Linked DNA regions of Zea mays: region 1 is linked to region 2. A link is a contact called in public Hi-C data. All regions are on one chromosome and are shown on one strand. Each heading gives the region's core, a stretch centred on a gene start, on an enhancer-like site or on the middle of the called end of the contact. The rest is flanking DNA. Distances are from core to core; before and after follow the strand shown.

Region 1 (5,134 bases), core at 1,679-4,178, 140 kb after region 2:
ATTTACAAATATAAACACAACTACAAGCCGGGTTAGCGTTAGTAATAAAGAAACGAGTCCGCGAGAGAGGGTGAAAAACAAATCCCAAGCGAATAAGCAAGTGAGGCACGGAGATTTGTTTTACCGAGGTTCGGTTCTCTCAAACCTACTCCCCGTTGAGGAGGCCACAAAGGCCGGGTCTCTTTCAACCCTTCCCTCTCTCAAACGATCCCTCGGATCGAGTGAGCTTTCTTTTCTCAATCACTTGGAACACAAAGTTCCTACAAGGATCACCACAAGATTGGTGTCTCTTGCCTCAATTACAAGTGAGTTTGATTGCGATGAAAGGATCAAGAAAGCACGATTAAAAAGCCAAGCGACAAGAGCGACAAGTAACACACGGATCACTTCCTCTCTCAAGTCACTAATCACTAATGATCTCTTTTCTCAATTGTGAAACTTGGAGAGGTGGAGGCTTTGAATGTGTCTTTGAATGGAGTGCTAGCTCTTGTATTGAATGTTGAAGGTTGGAATGCTTGGATGATTTGAATGGAGGTGGTTGGGGTGGTATTTATAGCCACCAACCACTTCCTAGCCGTTGGGCCTTTCTGCTGAGCGCGGACGGTCCGCCCTCCTGGTGCGGACGGTCCGCCCCTGTAGATCAACGGCTGAAAATGCAACGGTCAGCAGTAACGGCTATATCAACGGCTATATTGCATTTAATGCGTCGTCAGATGTCAGACAGAGCCAGTCGCGGACGGTCCGGTCGTGCACCCCGGACGGTCCGCGAGGCCCTCTATAATTCATTTCTCCGAACCCGTCACCTTCGGGTTTTTCGGTTTCTTACCGACCGGACGGTCCGCGCCTGAGGCCGGACGGTCCGCGCGAGGGCTCGGACGGTCTTTGCTTTTCCTACGGACAGTCTGTAGTGGAAACTTGTGTTTTTGTATTGGTTCTGTCCGAGGGTCATCCTTGTGTCGCGGACGGTCCGCCGCAAAGGCCCGGACGGTCCGCGCTTGGCCTGTTTTTCCAAAAAGCTTCTCCTGTCCGGAATAATCTACGGTATTCCGGTCAGTCGAATTAGTATAGTTGTAGATGAACCTTTGGCACCTGTAGAACATACAATCTAGAGCAAACTAGTTAGTCCAATTATTTGTGTTGGGCAATTCAACCACCAAAATAATTTAGGAACTAGGTGTAAGCCTAATTCCCTTTCACCATGAGTGCGTCGTAGGGCAAGTGACGTGCAGGCCATTAATGTGTCGCGGTCCCGGGAGCTCGTAGGTCATGAATGTGTATTTGACCCGAGGGGTTATGAGTGGGAAGTGGATCGGCGCCCGCGCTATGGCTCAGTGCCAAGCATGGTTAAATGTGGTCGGCTATTTATGATAGGCCAGTCTAAGGCCAGACGCGTGATCCACTCGAGTGATTCCCTTTCGACAAGCTCGTCCCCTCCCATCTAGTTCCGTCACGCCCGACCTTGGGCTCGATGGCGCGAGGTTCGACCGGGGGTGGACTCTTTCAGGGTTGACGTATCCACCTCTCTCAACTGACCAACGACCCCAACGATCAAGGGCTCTTTCCTCATTGCACTATCTAACTGGCAGGTCCTAGAGACCAGGGATCATTTCCTCGATAAGTGTAATCCCCGAGTCAATTACCAATGGAAGTCCTTTATCTTAGCTACGTTCCGTTTTAGCACTTTGATAATTGTGAAGTCAATGAATATGTTGGTGTCTTCGACATCTGTTTCTTGTAAGTCTAATACCCTTTATGTTATTATTAGAGCATTGTGCAATGGTATTTTATCTATGTAATCGTTGTGTATGTGAGTTCTTATCCTTCCACGTACATAGTTCACATTCGGTTTGACTTCTGAAACCGGGTGTGACACACAAGCTATATGCTAGTGAGGGCAAGGGGGAGGGAAGGGTTGAAAGATAAGGGATAATGCAAATAATATTGTCCATTGGATTTATGTGAGTAAGGGAGAGTGAGTTATCCAACGATCTGAACCATTGGTTTTGATGGTCTGTTAAGCCTAAGTGCAATTTATTTGGTGGATTTAACCATGCACGAGTATAGGGACGTGCTCACGCACATAGCCATGGTGTTGACCATGGAGGCGGAGCGACTAGACGTGCCCTTCTAGTTTAACCTAGTCGTATCCCGGTTGGAGGCGCTGGACATGGAGTAGCTCCAAGTGAAGACATGTGAGGTGCGGGCCATGAGCTTATGACCTCCAGTCTATAGCTGCACTACCTCCTAGCCTCCCCTGACGACTCTGGCAAGGATGGCTGCCACCAACAGAGCAACGACATCGACAGTTATCAACGACACCTGAGCCTAGAGACCAGTGTGTCCCGTCGATGTCGTGCGCGGACACGTTCCTATGTGCGATGTGGGGCCTATCACCCAAAGTGGTGGTGGTGGTTACAAAATAGAGTCGTGGCACAACGTCGCGACGATGATGAAGCGGTTCGTGGAGGCGCTAAACTACTACGTGCATCGTCTGGTGGTGCAAACCTTTAGGGCTTGTTTGGGACAAAGGGTAATGGAGGGAATTGAGGGGGCTATAATCCCTCACTATTCAAAATTAAGTAGTGAGGGATTTTAGCCCCCTCAATCCACTCCATTACCTTTGATCCCAAACAAACCCTTAATGGACTAATAGATACTCCCTCCGTTTCTTTTTATTTGTCGCTGGATAGTGCAAAATTGCACTATGCAGCGACAAATAAAAAGAAACGGAGGGAGTATCTTTAATGGGGTAATTTCTTCATGCTACCCATCTCCAATTCTCACTTATGCTACCTCTGTCGACAACTATTCTTTTTTAGACCGTAGTGTTAGCTAGAACTATATAACAGTGTGCATAAACAATTGGCCCATCGTATAAAAAGAAGACCACTCCATCGCCCGGAGAAGTTTCAAAGAAAAAGAACATATTTCCGCATAATTGCTCTTTCCGCCTTATAAACCAGCGGTCCTTTTTCTTTTCTTCGAAAACACTCCTCTAAGCCACCAAACACTTGCTATGCCCGCTCCTCCCCGCGCACTGCTCAGCACGCCGTGCCCGTGAGACCATGGACGCGAGCGCGGCCACCGCCAGGCGCAAGCGCAAGCGCCCCGACGCCGACATCACCGGCGACGCCGACGCCGCCGCCGCCGCTGCCGCTGCCGCCGCCCCGGTCGCCGTCGACGAGGCCTCGGACGCCGAGGTCGAGGAGTTCTACGCCATCCTGCGGCGCATCCGCGACGCCTCCCGCCGGCTGTGCGGCGCCGGCGCCCGGCCCGCCCCGCGCGCGCCGGCGTGGCGGCCCAGCTTCTCCTGGGAGGACTTCGCGACCCCGGCCCCTGGCGCGCCGGCGCCTGAGACCCCGACCCCCACGCAGCAGGAGCCGGCGCAGCCGCGGCCCGACGAGCCTGTAGCCGTCGTCCGCGCTACCGCCCCGTCGCCGCGTGCCGGGCTGGACCTGAACGCGGAGCCGGAGCCGGAGGCGCCGGCCACCCCTCGCTCGGCGCGCGTCCAGGCGTAGCGTAGCGTAGCGCGCGGCGCATCGTCACCTGCCTCCTGCACCGCGCCAGCCAAGGAGAGCCGTAGCGTGGGGCCGTTGGGCGTGCGCGTCAGCTCGGCTGCTGCTGGGAGGTGGCTGGCCCGGTGAGTCGGTGATGTCATGTCAGCCGAGAGCCGACGGTGGTCGCAATCGTCCGCGGGCGGCACAGCACAGCACACACAGTGCGTACCTTCCCCTCGGTGAATTACTGATCCGAATCCCCATCATGTAATCGTAATTTTTTTAGTGGCTCTCTTTGGTGCGCTGCTCCGTGTGGACAGGTGAGACTGGTTCGTTGCTTTGGTTGCAGGAAAATACCTTTTAATCGGAGCAGTTGATGTACCGTCCGAAAAAATGACGTGTTTAACTATTCGTTGCGTTTTATGTATTATTTTTAACCTATGACTGCTAACGATGGCATGTTTATTAGTTTTATGTATACAGTATTATATTAATGATATATACTATTAATATAGCATAGCTTTTGGACTTGAATGGATCTGTCCGTTCGCACACATATTATTGTAGCACATTTCTTCTGTGATGAACAAACTGTAATTCTTTTTCTTACCGATTTGGAAGGTTAATTAATTAGGATAGTGTTTCGTAAAAAAGAAGAGTACCTCTGTTGTCATAGCATCTTCATGAGTACCCAATAAAAATTTGCAGCATATATATTTTTGGACTAAAAAGCATCGTCAACAATTACCAATCCCACCTGCTACTATCTTGTAGCGCTGGAAAAACTCCCCCCCCCCTCCCCCCCCTGATCCGCGGATAATTTTGTGGACTTTTTATTTTGTCGCGCTCGCGCATGCAGTATTTCATTTATTTTTTACTTGGTGAATCGTAACCCGTCGGCCGTCCATGTGTACAAGGCTTACTGTACGAGCTGTTGACTTTGTAGGCACACGTTTTGAGTGCGCCGCTGCCGCCGTTCCATTTCCCTTCACAAAAAAGCAAGTTGATATTGCTACTGATAGGCGAGCCAACTTTGATTGCTAACCATCGGACAGCACCAGGGAAGGACAAATGTATTCCGACGCTGTACGTAAATAATTGAGAAAGAACCATTCATTACCTTGGTTGTATGGTCAAGTCAAAGCAAGTATATGATGACACATTGTCATCGTGGCCCCGAATACAGTATATAGTAGCTCTTGACCAGACATGGAGCCTAAAGCACGCAATCAGTTGCTTGTTGGAGCGATCGATCTACGTCAAGATTATTGGCAAATCAAGTCTAGAGCCCGACCATCTCGATCTGTGTACGAAGCATCACAGATTCACGACTTCCGTTTCGGTACTACGCGGGTACGTACGCTCTAGGCGTGTGAACCCAGGAGACCGGCCGGGGACCTAGCGCGAGTGGGGGCAGGGCTAGGTTTGAACGCACATGGCGTAGCGTTTAATTAGACGCGCAGTAGAGCAACGGGGAACGGAAGCTCAGTGTGGTCGTGTTCGTGTGGACGGACCGGACCGCGCATGCCATGCACTGCACTGCACAGCGCCAGCTGCGTCGTCTGTGCGCTGTGCTGTGCCTGCGTGCACGCGTCGCACGGTTCGCCCCCGCACGGCACCACCGCACCATGTGCTAC
Region 2 (5,107 bases), core at 886-3,385:
ACCAAAGAGTTCACATGATGCGAATGGTAACAGTAAACAGTACCAGCATGCTTATCACTGTCTAGTGACGCCTGATACAGCAAATAAACTGCCTATGTCACCTAAGATCTACATTAGTGTGTGTCAGACTGCCAGAGAACGTTACATGTCATTAGTCAACCTGAAAGTTAGCTTGTCATAATATATATGACCAAATGGATCAAACTAATCTGGCAACAATTAAGTATCCATCCATGGGCCCATAGCATCAGATAAAAAACCAAATCTCAATCTGGCAGTTAGCTAATCATAACTTAACCAATTGATTGTGCCAATCAGGAATTTAGCAAGCCATAACTTAAGCATTTGATGTATATCCTTCTAATCTGACAATGAGTAAAGGACAGCACAAAAGGCTGAAATCGACTCTGAGTCTGAGCAAGGCAGTCCTTACCGAATGCCCAGTAAGGCATGGGCGCGGGACGGCCGATCATCGACGTGTACTGATCCACTATGGCCAACGGCGTCGGGCCCGAGAAGAAGTAGAAGTCGAGAAGACCTCCGATGACCTTGTAGGTCAGCGACGTGCCCCTGTAGAACACATCCATGCCATTGCTGTTGAGCAGCAGCACGGCGTGCGCGACGCCGCGGCCGCCCAGGCTGCGGAGGTCCATGTACACCGGGTGCGAGCCGTAGAGGTCGGTGTTGAGGTTGATGGCGGAAATGTCCGTGGTGTAGATGGTGTAGGGGTCGTTGGGCCGCAGCCGGATGCCCCCCGGCTGCGTGTTCTCGCCGAGCCCGTACAGGGCGGCGTTCTTGGGCAGCGCCGTGGACACCTCCAGGTACTGGTCCTTGAACACCAGCGCGCCGGCGCTGGTGTTGAACAGCGGCTGCCGAGTGGACCGGCGGTGCACCGCGAACCAGAACGGGTCGCGCCCATAGGTGAACACCAGCTCCTCGCCGGGGTACTCGGCGCCCGTGAAGGGGGCGCCCGTGACCTTGCCGCCGGTCACGGGTGGGGCTGGCTCCCTTGGGAGCAGGTTGTAGGGGACCTCCCACCTCTGCTTATCTGCATCTGTAATCTGCACGCGCACCCTCTCCCTGGTCTCGTGCCTGCATAGCGTCTCACCATTAGAAGATGACCTCGGATAATTTTTTTTAAGCCATCGCAAAGTTCAGGCATACTCTGAGCTCGTGATTGGAAGTCTTTAGAATACTTGAGAAATCATGGTTTGGGCCTTTGGGGTCTATGCAGGTGAACATTCAGTGTAGAAGCAGTAAAATATCGAGGTCATGGTCATGCTCTCATGCCTGGGACCGCATGCAGATGAACTAATTGTCAACCATTAAAACATGACCTTAGGGGGAAGAATAGAACACTATTGGTTGCAGTCCAATCCCAAAATGTTCTGAATAATTCCTTTTGCTCTACATCTACTAGCCGTAAATCTAGATTTGTTTGTCATGAAGAATTTAAACAATCGATTCTTGCAGCAACCAACATTCTCCTCGAAAGTACTACAGGGATGCGTTCAAGTTCAACACTTCAGACGACATCAATGAATATAGAACAACCGCGGGAAAAAAAACGAAGAACAGGAGCGCTACTGATTTGCTGATTGGCGAGGAGAAGCGAGTTCTTACTTGACAAAGAGCCTGAGGCGAGGGATGTCAGGACCATAAGTGGAGGTGCGCTGCTTCACCTGCAGGTAACCCACAAGGCCTCCCCCGTTGGGCAGCTGAACAAGGGAGACCAGCTTGTACCCGCACCCAGCCTTCGGCTTTGCTGTGGCGACCGCGCCATTGCTGCTTGCCAATGTGAGAAATAGAAGACACCACAGTAGGTAGGAGAGGATGGCCGAACGAGAAAAAGACAGCATTTCGTTTTGCCCCGTTGTTTTTTTTTTCTTTTTCTTCACTGGTTTTTGCTCCCTCGCTCACGAGCTACTCTATGGCCACTGCCCTGCAGCGTGAACTGTGAACTGTATATGAAATGCAAGACAGTGACGAGGTCACGAGGAGATGCCTAGATAGAAGGTGAGAGAGAGAGAGAGAGAGGTACTGCTGTGGTATTGAATACTACGAATTAATGGCGGGGAGTGAGCAGTGGCAGCTGAGCAGCTACGCCCTCTGAATGCATTGAGTGGCATGTCCAGGGGATACCGATGAGGCGATGATCTCCGAACCTTTTCCTCCTTTATAGGCTCCCTGCCCACTCCTTACATCAATCACTGATAAGTGGACCCAGCTGGTTTGCAGAGCATGGAATGTCAGCTTTTCTTTTGCTCAAGCCAGTCTCCAACGACCAACAAGGTCCATTAAAAGGCCAAACCCTGAAATTTAAGGACGAAGTCATGCCCAACATCAATATTTAAAGGTACTCTAAATATAAATAACGCTACTGGATATATTATGGAGTGTTTGAATACACTAAACTAATAGTTAGTTGACTAAAAATTGGTTGTGAAATTAAGTAGCTAACAAATAGTTATCTAACTATTAACTAATTAAAAAAATAGATAATAGCTAAACTATTAGCTAGAGTATTTAGATGTACCAACTAATTTTAGCCACTAATTATTAGTTCTAGTGCATTCAAACACCCTATATATAGAGTTTCTCTTTTCTCTCAAGGATCCATTATAATAATTTAAACAACGGATTTAACAAAACTAAAATTGTACAATATATTTTAGAGTATGACAATACGTAGGTGCAAAAATTAAAAGTGAAATATGTCTCTAATATATTTATGTACAGAGGAGGATATAAGACCTTGCTATAGATAAAGGAGGTATAGAGAATAAAATATTTTAGAGGACACTACAAAAAGATGGATATATATGATGAATATAGAGTACGTTGCTAGAAACAACATTAGGGGTAGCGATGAAAACGGATGGGAAAATTCCGTTTCATTCGACATTCTATTCCGTTTTGAAATGGATTGTTATGTATTAGGGGGGACAGGATGGTATAATGCGGGAACGAGAACAAAAACGGTTCAATAGTTTTCTATCTATATTTTCTGAAATCCCAATTTTACCGGGATGTTCCCGCATTTAGTGTTTTACGTGGGTTGGCTATATGGTAGGCTAGCTTGATCGGTTGTTTTTAGTTGATCAAATTTTACTTGTACTTGGCGCGCCAACTGTCATGGTTTCAGAAATTGGGGACACAGTAGAATTTGTGTTTGGTGGGGCAGGCTAGCGTCGACTCACTCCGAATGGTGAATCAAGTGACTCGAGAGGGCTTATACTGGTTCAGGCTCGCGCCCTACGTCCAGTGTACTGTTGATCATTGTATTGCTCTGGAAAACTTGTTACAAAGAGTGCAAGTGTCAGAATGAGAGTGGAGAACTCTGGCGGAATGCTTTTAGCTCTCCTCTACATGCTTGTTCGGGCGTCCCTCTTTTATAGTTCGAGAGGGAGATCTTGAAAGTCGCCTAGAGGGGGGTGGATAGGCGGAAACTGAAATTTACAAACTTAAAGCACAACTGCAAGCCGGGGTTAGCGTTAGAAATAATTCCGAGTCCGAAAGAGAGGGGAAAAATAAATCAAGAGAAAATGAAGTGGATGACACAGTGATTTGTTTTACCGAGGTTCGGTTCTTGAGAACCTAGTCCCCGTTGAGGTGGTCACAAAGACCGGGTCTCTTTCAACCCTTTCCCTCTCTCAAACGGTCACCTAGACCGAGTGAGCTTTCTCCTTAATCAAACGGGTCACTTAGACCCTACAAGGACCACCACACAATTGGTGTCTCTTGCTTTGATTACAAGTGCTTGAAGAACAAGAATGAGGAAGAAGAAAGCGATCCAAGAATGTCACACCCGGGTTTTAGGGATCCAAAGCCCGGGCGCGAACATAACACCATGTGTACTGGGACCAAGTCTCACACATATGATGCATAGTGGCACAGGATCGAATGTCACATCTTTACTATATAACAGGAGTTCTATACAGAATAATTAAATAATTACATCATATGAGGAAAACGATCCAGCAACCCAAAGTTGACTGGGAGACGACGGCCTAGATCTCTCTCACGAACTCATCGCAGCATCCTCCACGCGCCTCATCCTGTGGTACCTGTTCTTGACCTGTGGGGGGGTGTGAGACAGCAAGAGTGAGCTCACATACGTTCATCGCTCAACAAGTTGTGGGGAATAATGTGCATGAACTCGCCAAAGGTGGGAGCTCACGTGAAGTGTAAGGCTTACCAAAGAGAATGGTTAGAGCTGAGCATTGCTTTTAAAGTTTGTCAAAATTTTATTAGCAATTACTAAGTATAAGTAAATACCAACCCAATTAAGTAGTAGAACAAAAGTAACAACCTCACCTGCGATGCAATGCATATGACAAATTGAGTTTAAGTTCCATAATTTAATCATGTGAGTGTCCGAGCCGCTCATGACCGTGAGCACGGCTAGTATACCAGTTTTACACTCTGCAGAGGTTGCGCATCTTTACCCACAAGTCGTGTTACCCATTTGCCACGGAGTTGATCAGACTCCATACACCTCTACCAAGGAAGCGAGGCAGGGTACCACTACGAGGCCTTTACAAAGTTCCACTAGCTTCAGACTACCCGCTACAGTTTATAGGAAGCTCCAATGCAGGAATCCCTTGCAGGACCGCCATCACAGCAAAATCCTCCCGAGGGCCTCCCTACACTGACCACTCCCCTACTGCCCTTGCCCCTTTCGGGTAAGGTAGCCGTCCACTAGCTTTCCTAGTTAATCAGCCAAGGGCGTCCCATTAAACCCTTGTGGTAGCACTGTTTTCCCGGGTGGTTCTCCATGTTCCAATTAACATAATGATCTTATCATGAACGATAAATAACAACGGATAACAAAAGTATAATCATGAGTAATGTATCTTCATACCCAAAACCACATAAAGCACTAGCAAGTACTACCCAAAAAGTTCAGTGGTAACAAGGTATAAAGATAATCAAACTAGGGTATCCTATTAGGACCCATCAAAATTAACCTATGCAGATCATTATGATTAATTAGAACATGAGTGGGTAAAAAGAAGTGATCAAGGGCACAACTTGCCTTCAACGAGCTCCTGCTCAGCAGTCTCTACTTGCTAAACCCCAGATTCCATAGTGGCATGTTCGTCTA

The links. Hi-C and Micro-C count contacts between places; a contact is called where the count stands out from the background.
Region 1: a Hi-C map of ear shows a contact between it and region 2, with 3 times the contacts expected there. The contact joins the promoter of LOC100274910 here to the promoter of LOC100501905 in region 2. A contact is called at or near these places in 2 of 25 Hi-C or Micro-C datasets (ear and leaf).

What each region holds. Positions count from the first base shown.
Region 1 is chr3:22,997,697-23,002,830 of Zm-B73-REFERENCE-NAM-5.0, forward strand. LOC100274910 reads left to right here and starts at 2,929. Exons shown (of 1, transcript NM_001149162.2): 1 at 2,929-3,925. The coding sequence starts at 3,066. The coding sequence ends at 3,518.
Region 2 is chr3:22,857,580-22,862,686 of Zm-B73-REFERENCE-NAM-5.0, forward strand. LOC100501905 (Alpha-xylosidase 1) reads right to left here and starts at 2,136. Exons shown (of 3, transcript NM_001323546.1): 1 at 1,624-2,136; 2 at 434-1,092. The coding sequence starts at 1,859.